Regions from separate parts of the Gossypium hirsutum genome. Here region 2 is linked to region 1. Evidence: chromatin contacts called from public Hi-C data. All regions are on one chromosome and are shown on one strand. Each heading gives the region's core, a stretch centred on a gene start, on an enhancer-like site or on the middle of the called end of the contact. The rest is flanking DNA. Distances are from core to core; before and after follow the strand shown.

What was found. A called contact is a pair of places that touch in the nucleus more often than the background predicts.
Region 2: a contact with region 1 is called in a Hi-C map of leaf, with 1.8 times the contacts expected there. The contact joins the promoter of LOC107910668 here to the promoter of LOC107910648 in region 1. A contact is called at or near these places in 2 of 34 Hi-C or Micro-C datasets (hypocotyl and leaf).

Annotation. Positions count from the first base shown.
Region 1 is chrD02:27,010,948-27,015,265 of Gossypium_hirsutum_v2.1, reverse strand. LOC107910648 (coatomer subunit epsilon-1) reads right to left here and starts at 1,835. Exons shown (of 7, transcript XM_016838586.2): 1 at 1,488-1,835; 2 at 1,310-1,399; 3 at 1,035-1,186. The coding sequence starts at 1,658.
Region 2 is chrD02:27,244,351-27,248,668 of Gossypium_hirsutum_v2.1, reverse strand. LOC107910668 (serine/threonine-protein kinase tricornered) reads right to left here and starts at 2,051. Exons shown (of 14, transcript XM_016838606.2): 1 at 1,434-2,051; 2 at 864-1,135; 3 at 383-557; 4 at 23-106. The coding sequence starts at 1,093.

The sequences.
Region 1 (4,318 bases), core at 586-3,085:
GCACTACTACCAAGTACAAACTTACATGTTTCCATTCGGTACAATGGAGGATCTATTGCAGCATCGGCAGTACTTGAATCAGAATAGAGAAAATGTGTTACTGAAACTTATCTACTATTGCTGTTGTATCTTGTAATTTGAAGAGATGACATCTTTTTAGATATAGGATCTGTTTCTTTAGATTTAAAATATTTTATGATATGTGATTTCCATGTAAAATATGATTTTCAGTTTTTGGATGGTATACCAGAATAAAGTAAAATAAATAGGTGAAACTCAATATGCAGCAGTTACACCTATTTTGATCCATTTAAATTGGATGTGCACTCTTTTTTCTTTTCTTTCGCTCACTGCAAAGAAAATAAAAAATAAAACTAGTCACTCCCACATTATCTTCAATGATTGGGAAAGTGGATAAACATTGATATTATTGTAATAACATTGTTATCAACTGGTCTCCTTTTTATAGGAAAGCCAATCCTTAACGCTTACACCACATGCATGGGTTAATATCCCATCCCCCCCCCCTTCTGAAGAGAGCAGATTAGTAATGCACTTTACAACTTCAATCCATTTTCTACACTAGTGTCTAAACTATTTCAGTGTGCTTTCATTTACAGAAAAAAATAAAAGAAAAATGACATTTTTCTATTATCAAATGTCTGAATTTTAGCACGTTGAACGGGGCAACTGCTGATTCTGGACCAATATGAAATAGCAGAGGATTTAGGGCTATATAGTGTTCATAATTCTGATTCAAGTGGAATTCGGACAGTATTATGTCTCGTATGTGCCCTAACTAGTCTCAAGGTATATAAAGGGAGGTAATCTTACCCTATCTTATGAGCCTTTTTCTTCTATGCCCAAGAATCCGGACTGTTAAGAAGGGTAGATGACTTAACTGTGCAAATCAATGGTCACCAATTTGAAAATATATAGAACAAAGAACAAGAATTGATGAAGCTGAATTCGGCATCATCAATGATAACAGAACCCAAGCAAGAATGAAAATGCAGTCGAATAATAAAACTCACAGTTCCATGGTGCCACCAGCATTGGTGTGTTTAAGAGCTTCAATATAATCTTCTTCATGCATGAAAACGATTCCAGCAATCAACCTTAATAAGGCATTGCTTCCAATCGCTGGATCTGCTAACCATTCTTTCAAGCTCGCAATTGTTGATTCCTAAAGGCGATATTCAGCAAAACCCAATCATAATCCTCTATCAAAACTACATATTTTTCCCATTGTTCTAGCAGATCTTTACCTATAACAACAAAATTCAAGCAGATCTAAAACGAATTTCACCTTATCATGAGGGTTGGAGAGATAGAGGGCCAGCAGTTTAACGGCTTGGAGAGGAGTTGCAGCGGCGGAGTCGATCTCATTGATCACCAGCTGGGATTAGAGAAACAAAAACGAGTTTTAGATTTGCAAATACTATTGGAAAAAGAATATGAAATTGAGTACAAAAGGGAGGGGGTACTTGGTAGCTGCCGAGAGCGATGTAAGAGCGGTAGACGAGGCAGTCGCGCTCGACGGCGTCGTCGGGGGAGAGGTTGGGAAGATCGCTGTTGTTGATGGCAGCCTGAAAGGAACCCAAGTAGAAATTGTTCCTCAAATGGAACAAGTGATCTGGTGCTGCAGCTACTGCCATTTGAGACTGTCTATACACACAGAGATCTCGAAACAATTACAATTACAAATGCTTTTTTCCTTTTTCAGACCTTCAACTCTGTCTTGACTCCTTCCGTTTCTTCTCTGTCTATAATATATCAGACAGATCTATTAACCTATTGGGTTAGCGGTTAACAGAAATATTAGTTCAAATTCTGTAAATGGTGTTTGTACTATGCGTTTTTGTTTAATTTAGTCTCATTATTATAATTTAGGGTAAACTACAACATTAGTCATTAAACTATGAGTAAATTTTTGTTTTAGTCATTTAACTAAAAAAGTTACAATTTAGTTACTGAACTATTAAAAAATTTACATTTAAGTCGCTGGGCAGTTAAAATCGATACTCTATAGTTTTCTCAGTTCGCACTATTTACACCAATTAAAAGCTCTCATTCTTTTTCTTTTCCATAGTTAAGTTTTTTTTTTTATAAAACAACTTAGGATGCGACGAGTCTACGAATCAAAATTAAAATAGCTTTTTTCTCCGATTTTTTACACTGATCGTCAAATCAACTTGGATCTAAGGTATGTTCTTCTATTATTGATGTATACTGACTGATCCACCATACTGATTGTCAACTTCTTGTTTGGAGCTCACTGGTGAAACTTAAACAAAAAAAGAATTTAACAGTTCAATGACTTAAATAAAATTTTTTAAATAGTTCAGTGGCTTAAATAAAATTTTTTGAATAATTTAGTGATCAAATTATAAATTTTTTTAATTAAATGAAAAAAACAAAAATTTACCCATATTTTAGTTACTAATTATATAATTTACCTTATAATTTAATCATTTCCAATTTCTTTAGCCTTTAATATATTTCCATCCTTATCTTAATTTTTTTTCATTTGACTTTGATTTTCACAATAAGACAATTTTTTTTCACATTTAAAAAAAGACAAACAAAAAATATAATATTTATCCAATTTTGAAAAAAAAATGTTGCATTTGCCCCATGGCAACTTGTTATAAAAAATAAGTCAATTCAAATTTTTGGATTTTTATCATTGTATTAACATAAAATTTTACAATTTTTTAAGGTATTAAAATATAAAATTTTGACTTTTGAAGGAACTACAACAGAAATTTAAATTTTATGGGGAAATATAGTTTTACCATTTGATTAACTTAAAATATTGTAATTACTATAGGGACTAAAAGAAAATTTTCCACTTTGAGAGTTCAAGTCCTTGCCTAACAAATAAACTTCCTCTACCTCTTCATGTGTCGCTATATTTATGCCCCTCGAGTCCTTTCTTGATACATGTATTAGTGAACATCTTCAATATACCCAATTTACTTTTTCTTCATTTTGCCAAAAATCCATTTCACTTTATTAATATACATATATATATTCAGTTCCATGGAAAACCAAAGAGAGGAAGAAGATGGAAAGACTTGATGGAGCTAAGGAATCGATTGGATTAATTGATATATTTTGTATTCTTTCGATTCCTTTTTAATTTATTTTTGGATTTATTCATTTTGATTTTTATTAGAGAAAAATACACATTGAATCCATGGAAAACCACAGAAGAGAATGCAAAAGAACAAGAACAAGATTAAGGAAAGGCTAAATGGAGCTAAGGAATCAATTGGATGAATTGGTCTTTTTTTTTCTTTCAATTCCCTTTAAATTTATTTCTATTTCTATTAGTCTCTTGTAAACAACTAGATTTGTTGAATCCTCACTTTTGTAAATTTCAAAAGCTTTTTTTTTTTTTTGAGAAAATGTTAAATTAGTATTATTTTGGGTTTAGCTTGATCAGTTTACTCAAAGGCAACCCTCTTCGCACATCTATTCTCTCAACGTTCATCCCCTGTGTGATAGTTGCTACAAAGTTCATGGATGATATGTATGTTAGTTAACTTCCTTGAACAAATTCATAATTCGTGCTTTCAAACTTGTTGGATATTCATTAATTTTGCTTTATAGGGTTATCTTATACTTTTTCCCCTTCGTTTTCATTAGAAGAGAACTTTTGAAAGTGTGTTGATATAGTTAGGGGTGAGTGTTCGATTGAATTGAATTGAATTGAATGAAAAAATTTCGAGTTAATTGAGTTGACGAATCCTACTTTATCATCCTAACTCGATTTTAAATTTTCTCAAATCGAGTCGAGTGAGATGAAATTCGAATTAAATTGGATCGAATATATTTGTTTGAGTTAAATTAAAAAAAATGATTTTGAGTCCTTGTAATCACTGTCACCCATCGTAATCAAATTTGTCAATCGTAATCAAATTTATTATTAACTTTCATCCCCTCATAATTTTTTATTAATATTTTATATACGGGTTAGCTTCTTTGATTGCTTAGTTGCTTCAATTATCTTCTGATTCTTGTCACTATATATTTTGAAATTAAAAAATATACTAAATGTAAAAAATGTGATTTTTTAATAGAAGTTATCTTAAAAATAAAATGTGAAATTGATACCAACATAAAATTTTAACACGAATATTTATAGCATCATTAATAATTTAATTTTAACAAAAAATTATAAATATTCAATATGATTAAACAATTCCATAATATAAATAGTACAAATTGTGTAATTAAATTTAATAATATAAATAGTAGATATAAATAAAATTATTACTATTTAGATTTATGGATTTTTTTGGATGATTAT
Region 2 (4,318 bases), core at 802-3,301, 230 kb before region 1:
AAACATTACAAACAAGCAGTACCTGGCCTCTGCGAAGCATCTCTGATTTCTGAAGCTTTTTCATGGCATACACATTGCTAGTAGCTTTTTCTTTACAAAGCCTTACCTGCATGATGACAGCAGAACCAGAAATGAAAAAAATAATTTAATGCAGTATCATGTAATTTTCCATTAACCTTGAAAGATGAAAATGGTGGTACACTGATGCTAGGGGTAAACAATATTTTACTTCCATGTGGAGATTCATATTGGAGAAATTCAAATATTACATGCATCACATTGCAAATCATATATAAATGACTATCTAGCAAAAGAAAAAAAGTATCACTGATAATAAAAGTAAAATTAAAATACGAAACGATCAAAATAAGTAGAGAAAGACCTCCCCAAATGCACCCCTCCCTATAATGGTCAAAAGTTCGAAGTCATCAACACCCATCTTGTGTCTTTGAAGTCTCATGTATTCAGTTTCTTTTTTCTCTAAAAACTTAAGCATATTCATTTGCTCTTCTGCAGTAACGTCAGCATCAGCAAGTTTCCTCTCTAACATCCAACGTCTATATTCCATAGAGATGATTGTTAGGAAAATAGTTCAACCGAAATTATAAAACACCAAGAGAAACAGTAATGAAAAAGAAATCCCATACCAGAGAAACTACCATTTATATACATATGATCTGGAATTCCCCAGCATAATTCATTTGTTTCTAAACATAAAATATCTAAGCAAGGCGCCTAGCATAGATAGTGGAGCACAACATATCTTTTACAAAAGTAATTCAAGTACTGACACGAGTTACAATATGCAAGGCAATCCTGTCATATAAGATGTGCTACTTTACTGCTAGTGTTTAGCAAATTACCTCTCCTTTCTGTCTTGCAAATTCTTCATCTGTGCTTTGTAGTGGTTCTCAATATACTGTTTGGCAGCAGCAGCCTTCTGTTTGGTGGCAGTTGAAGGCGCCTCAGCCCCATCGATGGGAGGCTTATGTGCATACTTCGCATTTTCCAAATCTTTCTTTTTCTTTGGTGAATTTTCTACTTTCTCATTTTTATGTTGGAATTTCTTAAACCAACTCCTTGCAGAATCCATTATCAACAAGCCCCAATCACAACACGAACTCTATTAAAAAACCTACAAAATAAATATATAAATAATTTCTAATAACTTCTATAAAAAAAAGCCAATAAAAATAGTTTACAATCGAACTATTTGTCTTCTTTGACTTGTAGAAGCATTTTTCGGTTAGAGAATACAGGTTACCCATTAAATTGAAAGGGGAAGAAAGAAATGTTCTTCAGATTCATAAAATGACATATTGATTACTCTATTGCACTCCTCTGTAAAGCCTTTCTTATCATAGATATCTCAAAAATTAAAACAAAAATCCGATAATGAAAAACCAAATTTTCAATTAAATCGGAAAATTTACCTCAGGAAAATAAGAGAATAATTTCCTTTCAACCCTGAAGCCTAATCATCAAAACAGAATCCACTGTTTCACTTCAACTGAGAAAAAAAAACACTAAAAAGAGGAATGTAAAAACTAAAAATTTCAGTGAAGAAAGAATGCGTACTAAAAATCTAATTGAATAATTTCATTTAATTGGGATGTACTGATATTACAATAGTATTTCATTAAATTGGATGTACTGATATTACAATAGTATCATCTATATCGGCGTTAATAACTGAATTATGAGGGTATTATTGCCAAAAGATAATTTAATTGTAGCTTAAAGATCGTGCAGGTTACGATGACGTTGTCGAGGAAGTTGCTGTTGGTTTAAGGGCGGACGAAGAACCGGTGATAATGCTGGTACTGAAAGCAACGAGTGACAAATAGTAAGAAGTTAAACCGGCACGTGGCAGTTGAAGACATGCCTGAGCCGGCCGGCTAACGTGAAAGCACGATTAAATGATCTGCCACGTTGGATTGGCATGAAAGGCGCGCAAATTGGAGTTAACGCGTTTTCGAGTGCCTGCCAAAACGTATTGGAGAGATCAAGGAGTAACCAGGGTTCCGTTTCAAGGGTTAGAAACCGTGTTCAACTTGACGATGGTTTAATGAATTGTTTTATACGTAATAATATTAAGGGGTAATGGTAAAAAATCCCCTGTACTTTAATAAAATTTTCAATGTAGTACCTATAACTTTGACTTTGTTTTAAAGTGGTACATGTATTTTTATTTTAGTTATCAATCCAGTACTCCGATCTAACGGTGTTAACTTTTGACTCTAATTGACATGTGGATCAATCAAACAGTGCCATGTGTATAACATCCTCAAAAACTTATTGGTCTTAACGAGTCATTTTTTTTCAAATAAATAAAATGTGAATTATTTGTAACGCCCCATACCCGTTCCTGACTATTGGTATGGATGAGAGATGCTACCGAAGCATGTACATGTAAGAAATCTAGAATTTATTTAATAATTAAATGTTTAAAACATTTTTATAAAATAATTAAAATATGTTTTAGATAAATTGAAAGTTCTAAAAATAATTTAAAATCATTTAGGATTTATTTGGAGTTGACCAGAACCCAAAATGAGTTTCGAAAGGTCAAAACGACTTAAAATGGTGCAGTGTTGAAACAGGCGTGACATTGTGACAAGAAACTTATGATGTTGCATCGTGATTGACTGAGTTAATGAGGTTGCAACGAGGAGACATGCGAAGTCGCAACATTGGGCTATGTAGTCGCAAAATTGCATCTTCATAATTATGACGTGACTCATTAAATTCACCCAAACACATTTTAAATGTTTTGCAAAGTCCATCTATTCATGCTATGTGTATAACCTACTGAAAGAACTCTCAATTGTATATAAGAATTATTACAAAACACTTTCAAATCGTGACTAATGATCTTGACAATAAAGTATTCATGCATATCATTGATTAACCAAAAGAAGGATAGGTTAGGGAAATAACATGTTGACTCTCAAGCTCAAATTTGAATAACATTCAACATAAAGACCAAGTAATATGAAATTAACATATTTACTTATATAGGCACCACAACTAAAAATATGTCACTTTCATACTATTATAGGCCTCGATGATAGTCTGATGTCCCAAATAGAGCTAGGAATCAAGTCCCATCGAATAAAAAATCAACGCACAAAATAATAGTGTGTAAGCAAATAATCCTTAGTAAGTTCAAATGGAATTCACTATACTTACTTTGTTGAAAGTGAGCATACCAAATGCCATCAGAACATCAATACTTATTACAACATTCTCAATTACATCACATAAGGAAAGTTAAGCATAAGAATTTATAATCATGTTAACCAACATAATTAGAATAACACATATAAAATGGTTAATAGATATTCTTATCATTTCATGGAATGTCGTGAAATATTTGAATGATGTGCAAATATACACAGTCGTCAACAAGTAATAAAGTAGTAAGTAAAAAATATCATCTCCACATGGACTGTAAAGACAAATATTGTGAAAATAAAAACTTAGCAAATTGACGATGAAAATAATTAGGAGTAGATTGAATTAACTAATTAACTTAACTAAAATTAACTAAGTATGCAAAAACTAATGGAAATGTAAACACAGAATAAAAAGCAACAATTCACAAGTTTAATTACTATGACATGAAAGAGCTAGATTAATTACCTTTTCTCACTTAGAATTATTAAAAGGCATAATTACAAAAACAAAAAAAGCCCTAAACCTTTGGGGCTTTTGGATATATGCCCCTAACCTTTTTTTTTCTGATTTCGGCGCTCAATGTAATTGATTTTTTAGACATCAACCCAGTTGAAACGGCAACGGTCAGCTGACCATTAATTAACAGTCGGTCAAAAAAATTGGTCTATGTGGCATTTCAGTTGACTGATGATGTGATAGACATTTAAATAATAACGCTGATGTGGCAAAAAAATTAAACAAATTTAATGAACATAAAACAAAAAAAGCCCTAAATTCCCCAAATAATCTCAAACCCAAAAATTCGAAACTTTTTTTCACAAGTTCTAAAATCCCCAACTCGTTAAATTCCCCAAATGGTAAAATCCCCAAATCCATAACATTCGAAATCTTTATTAAATCCCTAAAATCTTGAAATCCCTAAATCATTAGCATTTCGAAATATTCTTGAAATCTGTAAAACTTTTACGAACCAAATCGTTGAATCCCTAAAAATTTTAAGAATGAAAAAGCTTCAACAATTGTGAGCAGTTTCCGAAACCCAAAATCGAAAGGTAGGTGCTTTCTTATTTGGTTTGTTGGGAAAATAAATTCCATTTTTGGTTTAGTTTGTTGATTATTTGTGATTTATTATTGTAAT